Regions from separate parts of the Callithrix jacchus genome. Here region 1 is linked to region 2. The links are chromatin contacts, called in public Hi-C maps. All regions are on one chromosome and are shown on one strand. Each heading gives the region's core, a stretch centred on a gene start, on an enhancer-like site or on the middle of the called end of the contact. The rest is flanking DNA. Distances are from core to core; before and after follow the strand shown.

Region 1 (5,057 bases), core at 1,896-4,395, 160 kb before region 2:
TTGGAAACACGGGCCTTGAGGGGTGAGCGAGGGCGCTCCTCACGAAGCAGCCACATAAGGTGCGAAGAAGTCCCAAGGCCCACCCAGAAGGAGCGGCCACCTTTCCCTCACGGGCCACGCGCGCTGCCCACGCGGCCACGCTTGGGGCCTGGCAGGCGGCTGCCATCCCGGCCACGGCCGCTGGAGGGCGCCCCTGCACCGCTCCTGCCGGCCGGCTCCCGTGGGAGGGCGCCTGTGACGGGCGCCGGAGGTTGATCTCCTGGTTCACGCCAGGATTGAGAACCCGCGGCTGGAGCTGGAGGCCTCAGGGCCGAGTTCAGATCGCGGTCTCGACCCACCTGGCGGCGACTTCCGGTCCCGTGGCTGTGCTGCAGCTCGCCAGGTCGGAGTGAAAATGCAGAAACGGCCCCTTGGACTAAGTCACGACCGTTCGTTTCTCGCAGTGCCACGTGGTTGCCTGCGGTCAACCTAGCAATACACGCGGCGCCCGCCCCACTGCCCCGGGCCTGAACGCACCGGCCACGATCGGCAGCCCCCTCAGATCCTGAGACCTGCACACCGCAGTGCAGGCGTAGGGGTCCTCAGCCCGCGCCATCCAAGCAAGAACCACGAGCGCGGGCGCCACGCCTTCCCCCACCCTTTTCCCTGAGCCCCTAGCTGGCGGTCCCTCCTGCAGCAGCTGGGCCTGGAATTCCGGCTGCGGAAGGGGCAGCACCCACGCGCAGCTCACGCCATGCATGTGGTCGCTGCGAGGGTCTCCGCCTTTCCAGCCTGGTCCCCGGCTGTTTCCTGAAGCTGCCTAAGAAGCAGGTGCCTCGGCCAAACTAGCTCCTGCCCCCGAGCCGGCCAGTGCCCTCAGCCTACGGGCCCCGGGGCAGAGTGCTGGTGGATGACAGGCCCTGTCCACCCTGTCCTCCCTGGGAGCTAGCTGGTGACACTCGTCTGCCTCGGGTGGCCCAATATTGGTCACTCGACATGAAGGGACAAAGTGATCTGACTGTCCAGGATGACAGTGAGCTCGCCATTGTCCTGGCATGTGTGGGCAAGCGCCATGCTGAGAGGGGCTAGCCGCCCGCCCGCTGCTGGTGGTCTGACTCAGGAAACCTCGCCCTCCTGAGCAGCAGCAGGAGGAGAGGCAGCCGCACCGGACCTCTGGGGAGGGATTGGAGGGGATGGCCCTGCAGCCCTTGCTGGGACAGGAGGGACGCGGCAGCTGCTGGGGCTCCAGCAGGGGCTGTCCCTCGGTCAGCTGGGTCACAGAGCAGCCGGCGCCTGGATCATTCTCAGGCTGCCCTAGGGGGAGGCTTCCGCTCCAGGTGGGTGACCCCGGGTCCTCGCTATCAACCCCTCAATCTGTTTCCTCTTTCCTCTCTGCCTCCTCCAGCCTCCTTGGGCAGCCTCCGCTCTTTCTCTGGTGGAGACTTCCAGCTTCCGGAGGCCTCCATGTGAGAGCAATAAAATGCCTTTGAAAGGAGGCTGGGGTGTCTTGGGAAATTTGGCGCCCCAAAGGGACACAGAAGCCCAGAGGTGGCTGCCTCTGGGTAGGAGACTCAGGCCTAGCTGTGCTTCCAGGGAACACACAGCAGGGACAGTCCCCACTGACTTTCCTCCCAGTCCACCTCCACTAACTCACCTCCCTCTTGTCAACATGGGGAGTCTCCTGCCCTGATGCGTCTGAACCACGCTTGGGGAGACGCCCTCCTGCCTTCCCCTTGGCTCTGCTTCCCTCTTCCCTCCTGTTCACCAGCTCCAGCCACCCCGATGGGGCCTGTTTAATTGATTCAATTTGTTCAACAGTAAAAACACTCCGCAAATGTCAGCCTCCCAGCACCCCACCCCTGGGGAGCCGCAGACACCTGCCAAGGCTCTGGGCTGGGAGTCCTTCCAGGGGCCACTTACTCCAGGCTTTGGGGGAGGCCCCTGGGCCTGGGAGCTCTCAAGGGTGGCCATGCTCATCAGAGCAGAGCAGCCACTTCGGCCCAGGGACTGCTCCGTCCATGGCACCAGTGGTGTCCTGAACAGTGATCTGATGCAAACGCCTCATTCTTAAGGGTTTAAGTGTTTTTAGACTCCCAGGTCTGGGAGGGTGACCTTGGAGATGACCCCTGTTTTGGTCAAGTTGCCATTCCAGGCCCAGGCCACTGTCGGGATCCCACTTTCTCCATCAACCCAGGCTTGGGACTTTTCCAAGTAATCAGTGCTGGGAGGGGGACTGAGGGCTCCCAGGTCCTGATCCTGTCCTCTGCAGAGGAGAGGCCCCTTGTCTAGATTGGGAGCCCTGTGTCCACAGCTTCAGTGTTGCCGCCAGTCCTTTTCCCAGGGATGTGTGCAGTCACAGCCGCGCCAGGAGATGCTCTCAGGTGGTGTGTAGGGAAAGACGTGGGTCTGGAAGTCAGGAGACCCAGGCTGAACCCCTGATACCCCTGCCCCACCTGCGGCCCTCTCTCCCTGTGACGGTCCCTGGTCTCACCACTTTCCACCCCAGAGGGAGGCCACTGTGATTGATTGGTTGTTTGAGTGACTGCAGACATGGACGGTTTCGGGAGCATTTGCAGAGCTGGCCAGGCTGTGACTGTGGGGACCTCTGCCCACCCTTATCCAGCCCTACCTGGGACAAAGACATCCACTCGTGATTAGGAGAAAGCTCACCCTGAAAACGGTCTCAGGTTAGGGTTACCTGGACACCTGCTCCCCTGCTGGGGGGGTGGGGGGTCTCTCACGGCCCCTCTCAGGCAAGATCAGGCCTTTTTATCATTGGCTTAGGTTTCAGGAAGGTCCCAAGCTAATTTGTCAAGGGCTGCGCTTTTCCACAATTCCCAGGACACAGGGAGAAGACGAGGGGAGGGAAACTGATGGACGGAGTTGAAAGCACTCAACCCAGGACAGGCCCCACGCTAGCAGCGCTTCGGGCGTTGGGTCCTGGCGGCTGTGAACAAGCTGGGGGTGGGGCGTTGGGCCGCGCCCCCGTCCCCCAGACCGCCCAGCGCGGACCCCGGCTCCAGGGCGGGGGCGCTGGCAGCTGCACGGACCCCAAGGTGCGGAGAGAACAAAAGGGGCCCCCCGCCCCGCCCCCTCACCCTGGCCGGCTCGCCGCGGCCAATCGGCGAGGCCGCTGCCGCCTCCGCTCTCTGATTGGCTGAGCGGTGGCCAATCGGGTGTCCGGGCCGCCAGCCCGTGCTGCCCCACGTGGGGTGGCGCGCGCGGCTGTTAGCGGACTGCAGCGGGCGGGGCGCGGGGTTCGGTCGCGCGCGGCGCGCCTCGGGGACGCGACCCGCGCCACCCCCCGCCGCCCTGGCTGTCCCGAGGCCCCCAGCGGGCGGCGCCGAGGCTTCGGGCGCATGGGGCTCCGAGCCGTCGCCGGGTGCTGTGCGATTCCCGGCTAGGAGACGCTGGGTCGGCGTCGCGGCTGCCCCCCTGTCCACGCGGGAGGTGGAACGAGCGGCGCTCAGGGACCAGGAGCGAAGGCAGTCTCACCTGGCGAGGCGGGAAGGCTGAGGTGGTCTGTGGAAGGAAGAGGCGGGCCTGCCGCTGGTGGTGGTGGGATCAATTCATTCATTGATTGAGCCTGTCATTGACACCTACTCCAGGGCCCTAGGGACACAGACAGCGGTGGCCCCCAGCGGAGGCTTGGGGGCTAGCCTCCCACCAGTTTCCATTAGTCTCCCCTCCAAACTACTCCAAGTGGAACCTACAAATATGTTTTTTGATATGGGCAATTGACACAGCCTTGCATTTTTACGGCACCCTCAGACAGGGTATTTGAGGAGAGTTGAATAAAAATTAAAGGAGAGATGTGCAGTAGTACCCAGGGCCAGCAACAATGGGGGGGAGCTGCTACCCCCTGAGACCTGGAGGGCATAGAAGAGGCAGAAGACCTGCCATAGAAGAGGCAGTCTTCAGGAGCCGTGACCCTGGAGAGGGACACAGCCACCCGGCAGGGAGGAGCTGCTGCTGTACACTGACCTCACCCCTTCTGCCTGCTTCGCGCGCCTGCGGGCTGCGCATTGGCTGAAGCAGGTGGAAGCCAGGGAGCAAGGAGGCCCCATGGATCCGGTGCCTACAGCCAGCTTCCCGGGGCACAGAGCAGGGGTTGTGGTGGGGCCCTGGGAAGGTGTCCAGCACCTGTCTGGAAGTGTGAGTAAAAGCGTCGTAGAAAATGTTCCTGTTCTGCTTTGTTTTGTGGGCAGTGACATATAATGAAACCAATGTGCAGCCCATCCAGAGGATGCCTAAGATGGGGCACGGCCAGGCTGAGTGCCTCCTCTTGCAGAACCATTAGGAGCTGTCCCAGAGCCAAGGGGGCCTTCCTGGGAGAGCTTCCCATTCGTAGGAGGCCATCCTGTAAGTAATGAGTCACAAAATGAGGCAGGACTGTGGAGGAGGAATCCCTGTGTCTGTGCATGCCCAGCGCTGTCCAGTCACCTCTTCCGGGGGTCCTCCCAGATGCTCCGGCGCTTGCCCATCTTAGCAGCTGTCACAAGTCACTGCTGGCACCTTAATTCCCAAGGGCAGGGACTGATCCTGTTAGCTGTTGTCTCTTCAAGGGGCCTGCATCTGGAAGGAGGATGAGTCTGCCTGGGTGAGGCCTGAGATGGGGGCATCCTTCTGAGGAAGGGGACATTTATTCACTCACCAAACCTTCTCAGGGAGCCTTTCTCTGCTAGGTTGGGTTCAGCCCCAGGGAGCCCAAGGGAGAAAGGATGTCATCCAGACTTGCAGACATCTGTGGTCCAACAATGCTGCCATGCACGGGCTCACGGTGAGGTGGCTTGAACCCAGGTCCCCTGAGAGGCTCAGGAGTGGGAGGAGAGGGTGTGGCACTTGAGCTTTGAAGGGCAGGTAGTAGGAGCGGTGGAGAAGCTGAAGAAAGGCAGGGGGCAAGGAGGTGCCACCATGGGGATCAAGGACGTGGCGTCTGGGGATTGTGTCTGTGCACAGCCGGCCTCTGCCTCTCAGGCATCAGGAGACCAGGGTGAGGCACCCCTGCCCCTGGCTTCTCCACCTGTCATATGGTGATGATGATAGGGTTGCTGGGCAGGCTTAGGGGATGTAGGTGA
Region 2 (5,327 bases), core at 435-2,934:
CCATTGGCTTCATTTTCTTTGTGTGTGCATGGATTTTATAATTATAAAAACATTTCCTAAAGGAAGTGCGACCTTGGTCTGCAGTGAAAGGCGGGTGGGTGGGGCTGTGGTCACAGCCGCAGTAAGGCCGACTCGGGGGTCCAAGGCTGCTGAAGCCTTTAGCAAGGGAGGGAAATGGAGAGTGGGAGGGGCATCCCGGAGTCAAGGTCCGGGGCAGGTGGAGAGCACGGACTTCTCCCCTGGGGTGGAGCCCTCGCCCGGGTCCGCCACTCTCTAGTCCCTCTTGCGAAAGGCAGCCCCTGTCTCGACCAAAACACCGCCAGCCTGGGATTGTTAAACAAATTGACTGGCTGGGCCCTGAGCCCGACTAATTCCTGTGTCTTAATGAGTGGGAAGATGAGGTTTTATTCATCACTGGGGCTTTAAAAATTGCAGTAAAGTGGCCCACTTTATAAAGAAAAAATCAATAGCAAAAAGAAAACAGGAGTATGTAAATGGACAGGGTGACAAAAAGCAGGCCAATTACCCCAAAATGAGACATAGTTATGGCTCCATTAACTCAATTATATTTTCAAAAGGATTTCTTACGAGGCCCCCACCCCACCCCGCCCGCACACGCCTGTAATTTTTACATCAACTTCAAGCCATTAAATTGCATTAAATTATTTTGTGGGAGAGAGAGGCGTGTTTGGGAAGACAGAGCTGCGGGCGGCCCTGTCCGGCTCCAGTGGGGGGACGGGGATCAGGGCAGGCAGTCAGGGAGCCCCCACAAGGGCCCGTCCAGGGGGCGGTCTCCATCGATTCAGTCCCGGGAGATGAGAGGAAGAGGAGCCGTGGGCTCTCCTGGGTGTGGAAGACCAGGGCCCAGCCGGGGACAGCCAGGCACTTGGTCATTCCCAAGTCCCTAAGTCCCCATGACATGTTTATCTCCGGATGGCTCTCTACGCTAATCCACACCCCAGATGAGCAGCCCCATCTATGCCAGTTCACGTGGGCACGCAACCTTGCTGGCTTCCTGAGCTTTTGTTTGTTCCATTAGAGTTAGAAAATTTAGTTTTTGGAGATAGGGAAAAATAAAGTTGTATGAAAACACATCAGAATGGGAGACTACTTGGGTATGTTTGAGGCCTATCCTTTTTCTTTCTTCTTTTTTTTGAGATGGAGTCTTGCTCTGTTGCATAGGCATGATCTCGGCTCACTGCAACCTCCGCCTCCCAGGTTCAAGCCATTCTCCTGCCTCAGCCTCCTGAGTAACTGGGATTACAGGCACCCACTACACACCGGCTAATTTTTGTATTTTTAGTAGAGACGGGGTTTCACCATGTTGGCCAGGCTGGTCTCGAACTCCTGACCTCATATGATCCACTCGTCTTGGCCTCCCAAAGTGCTGGGATTACAGATGTGAGCTGCCACGCCTGGCCTGATGGGTATTTTTCATATCACCCCTTTGAGGCACAGAGTGAGTCCCCAGAACTCTGGGCTTTGATGTGACACTGGGCATGACTCACTTGTTCAAGCATGGATCACCCTGCCCATGCTGGGGAGGCCGTGAAATCCCAGACTCCATGCACAGCTCCTGGCCGGTTCTATAAATGTGCCCAGCCCTGAGGCAGTGGCTGTAACCTGCTTTTCCCCGTCAGCCAGGCCCTGGGGAGCTCAGGCCTGCCCTACATAAGTCTGTACCTGGGCCACACTGGCCTGAGCAGTTAATATCATGGAGTTCAGGCAGAGTGGAGGAGGAGGAAGAACTGGGATGTGGAGAAGACCCTCAGACAGATCCCTGGGCAGAACGCTGAGGGCCACATGGCCAGGGTCAGTGGCGGCCAGGGAAAATAAACCCACGGTGATGGACAAACGGTGCAGAGTTGGGCTGAGCAGTGGGGCTGGGGGGACCCTGAGGCAAGAGCCAGGGCCCCTCCAGGGCTCAGGGCCAGGGAGCCAGGGCTGGCACAGTGACGCTTAAACCACAAAACAGAAGAAAACAAATCTGCCCATTCTGCCTTCTGGATGTCACACCCACGTGGCCAGTGGGCCTGCACAGGACAGGGCCCAGGGCCCAGGGAGTGGGCCAACCTGGGCAGAGTGTGCAGGCCAGTTCTGCAGGGCTCTCCTACAGGGTCCCTGGGGCGCTGGCCCTGCCAGGGGCTTTAGGAGCAGTAGTGAGGGAGGAGGGAGAAGGCAGCTGAGGCAGAGGGACCCCTTCTGGCAGGCTCCTGCAGGGCTGACGACTCTGCATGGCCTCTTCAGGCTCTCCAGCCCCTGCAGCCTCCATTCTTGCAGAGCACCCCAGACTGGCAGAGACCATGCAGCCGCAAGATGGTCCCCGCTCCCCTGGCAGCCAGCACACCCTCAGACCCAGCGTGAGGATCTGGGGCAGCAGACTGACAGGGTTAGGTGGGGAAAGACCACGTGCATGATGTGCGCATGTGTGTATCTGTGTGTACATGTATTTGTGTGTGCACACGTATGTACATGTGCATGTATATGCACATGTGCATGTGTGCATGTGTGTGTACATGTTTATGTGTGCGTGTGTACATGTTTGCATGTGCATGGGTGTAAGTGTGTGCATGTGTGCGCGTGCATGTGTGTGCATGTGAGTACGTGTATGTGTGCATTGTATACATGTGCATGCATGTGTGCACTTATGTGCACGTGTATGCGTGTATGTGTATGTGTGCATGTATGTGTGTGCATATGTGTGCATATATGTATCTGTGCATATGTATGTGTATCTACGAGTGCAAGTGCATATGTGCATGTGTGTACGTGTATGTATGTGCATGTGTTCATGTGTGTGAGTGTGTGCATGTGTGTATGCATGAGCATGTGCGTGTGTGTGCATATGCGTGCATTGTGTGTGTGCATGTATACACACGTGTGCATGTAAGAGACAATGATACACCCTCAACTCTCATTGCCCCCACACCGGCCCCTCAGGGGAGCTGTGAACCCCAGCGTGTGCTCCCAGGTGGACGGCGAGGCCACTTAGGACAGCCTTCATCCATGCAACACCTTGGAGGATCCCAGGGCAGGAGAGTCGGTGCCATGTGCTGGGCCCAGAGGAAAGTTCTGGGAGGTCCCAGTAGAGGGAGTAACACCTGAGGCTGGGCAGGGCAGGGTGAGGGGAGGCTGAGGCTGGGAAGAGGAGAAACCTGGGGAGTTCTGCGTCCCCAGAGGCCTCAGCTGGGGGAGCTGCTGGGTGCTGGGGAGAGTGTGGGTGGGTCCATTCCCACAGCCCTGCCCTGCTCTGATAATGCTCCTTAGCCTGTGCCTTGTTACTACCCCAGGCCTTGGGTCCTCCCCACCCTCCTGAGCCTCAGCCCTTCGGACAGAGCATGGCTGTCCTCCCTGGCTGCCTGCCACCCCTGGGCTGGGGCGCCAGCCTCCTTCCCACTCCCTCAGCCTGTCCGTCATCTGCCTGCTCCTGCTGGCAAGTGGCCTCTTGGCCATGTACTGAAAGAGCCATTGTTCAGGAGGGGATGGAGGGAAGGCTGGCTGGTCAGGCCTGGGTACGGGTCAGACTCTGGCGTGTGCCAGTGGGTGAACTCGACTGTCCCTTGGGGCCAGCTGGGCTGCCTGCAGGACCCAGAGGCACCGTGGGGAGGCCTGAGTGAGTGGAGAGGCCTCAGTGAGCTCAGAGGCCGCCCCCTCCTCTCAGCGCCTCCCTCCACAGCTGAGGGAGGCAGAAGAAGCTGCATTTTGCCGGGTCAGCTGCTGCAGCCTCTTGTCCAGTGGAGACCCTGGGGGAGGGACACACGGGGCTCCCTGTGCAACCAAAGAGGCCCTGGAGAAGGGGCTTCCCCAAGGCAGCCTGAAACCTCTGGCTGGCAGCGGCTGGGAGCCCCCTGCTTGAGGAGCAGCTCTCATGGCGTGGCCCCTGAGTGCTGTGTAACATAGTGCTCTGGGGCTGGCAGGGCCTGGGTGGGGGGACCAGGCAGAGCTGGACACCGGGGAGCCTCCCCGGACAGCTTCCCAAGCCTGCCGGCCTCCCTGGCCTCAGTCATAAGATGGGTTGAGAGACAGCAGAGGCTACCCGGTGGGATTGCGGTGAGGAACATTTGAGCCAGAGGCCGACCTGGCTCTTTGTGGCTCCAGGAGGCCAGAGGTGCCTCCGCCATCAGAGGAGCCGGCCGCAGAGGCCTCCCACCCTGTTCCCCAGGAAGGGCCCCATTGGGTGTTTCCAGGCCACCCAGCGCTGGGGGAGTTGCAGGTGCTGGGGTCACCTTGGAGGGGGTGCAGCCCGTCCACATCGGCTCTGCGTCCCCCCTCCCCACCCCCACAGGCTGGCATGGCTGAGCCCGGGCTTCTCAAGGTGAGGAGGGTGTCCTTGAATGCCTGGCCCCCTCACACCAAGGTCTGTGCACCAAGGTCATGGCTGCTCAGGAAGAGGGGAGGGTGGTGGGAGGTTATGGTCTGACGGGAGGAGGGAAATAAAAAGAGATTACATTTTTAAAAAGGTTCTCTAGCTGTCTGCTGACGCCACCCTGGTCTCCATCCGTTTTATAGCCTGACGAGCTTGAGCAGCTGGGCCTCGTCTGTCAGGGGCATGCGAAGGGTGTGGGCCAGGAGTGGAGCCCCCGAAGGAGTCCTGGATGGGGGCCACCCCTCCTGGGGCCTGGGCTCCCTCTGGGGCTGCTCGGGCTGAAGAAGCCCAGCCCCGGGCTGGGCAGGGGTGCTGTGCGCAGGTGGGATGGGTGGAGGGAAGCTGGCCCCGGGCAGGCGGCTGTTATCTGGGCCCATCTATCCCCCTGACAGGTCAATTTTCTCTCGTGTTTTACAGGAGCTTTCAGGGCAGGAAATGTGATCGGGCAGCTGATTTATCTCCTTACCTGGTCTTTGTTCACAGCCTGGCTCTGGCCCCCCACCCTGCTGCAGGCCTGAGGATGGACGTCTCCCCAGGGGTCCCCACCTCGGCCTCCGCGGGGACTGTGCTGAGCCCAGCTGTTCTGTGAGATGAAGATAAGAAGTCAGAGACATGAAGGGCCTGCCTGGGGCAGTCTGGCTTTCTTGAGAGGGCTGCACCTGGCTCCCTCCTCCCTCTCACCGGCAGCCTGCGGGTGCTGAGGATTAAGGGGCTGTGGGCTGGGGTGTGGGGGTGCAGGGATGGGGAAGGAGGGACTCCCATCTCCCTGTGGGTGCTGAGGATGAAGGGACTGTGGGTGGGGGTGTGGGGATGGCGAAGGAGGGACTCCCATCTCCCTGTGGGTGCTGAGGATGAAGGGGCTGTGGGCGGGGGTGCGGGGATGGGGAAGGAGGGACTCCCATCTCTTCTTCCTCATCGTGTTTTTCACCACTTAGGTCGACTTTGGTTTCTAGGTCTTTGA

The links. A called contact is a pair of places that touch in the nucleus more often than the background predicts.
Region 1: a Hi-C map of induced pluripotent stem cells shows a contact between it and region 2, with 1.7 times the contacts expected there. The contact joins two enhancer-like sites. A contact is called at or near these places in 2 of 3 Hi-C or Micro-C datasets (induced pluripotent stem cells and skeletal muscle).

Annotation. Positions count from the first base shown.
Region 1 is chr5:137,140,844-137,145,900 of calJac240_pri, reverse strand. LOC103793425 reads right to left here and starts at 175. Exons shown (of 5, transcript XM_078374955.1): 1 at 1-175. It also overlaps the pseudogene LOC100894947. Within about 2 kb of position 3,145, at least 6 of the 16 cell types and tissues checked have an H3K27ac peak or open chromatin away from gene starts, as enhancers often do.
Region 2 is chr5:136,981,913-136,987,239 of calJac240_pri, reverse strand. LOC144582730 (a long non-coding RNA gene) reads left to right here and starts at 4,850. Exons shown (of 3, transcript XR_013536073.1): 1 at 4,850-5,060; 2 at 5,320-5,327. Within about 2 kb of position 1,684, at least 2 of the 16 cell types and tissues checked have an H3K27ac peak or open chromatin away from gene starts, as enhancers often do.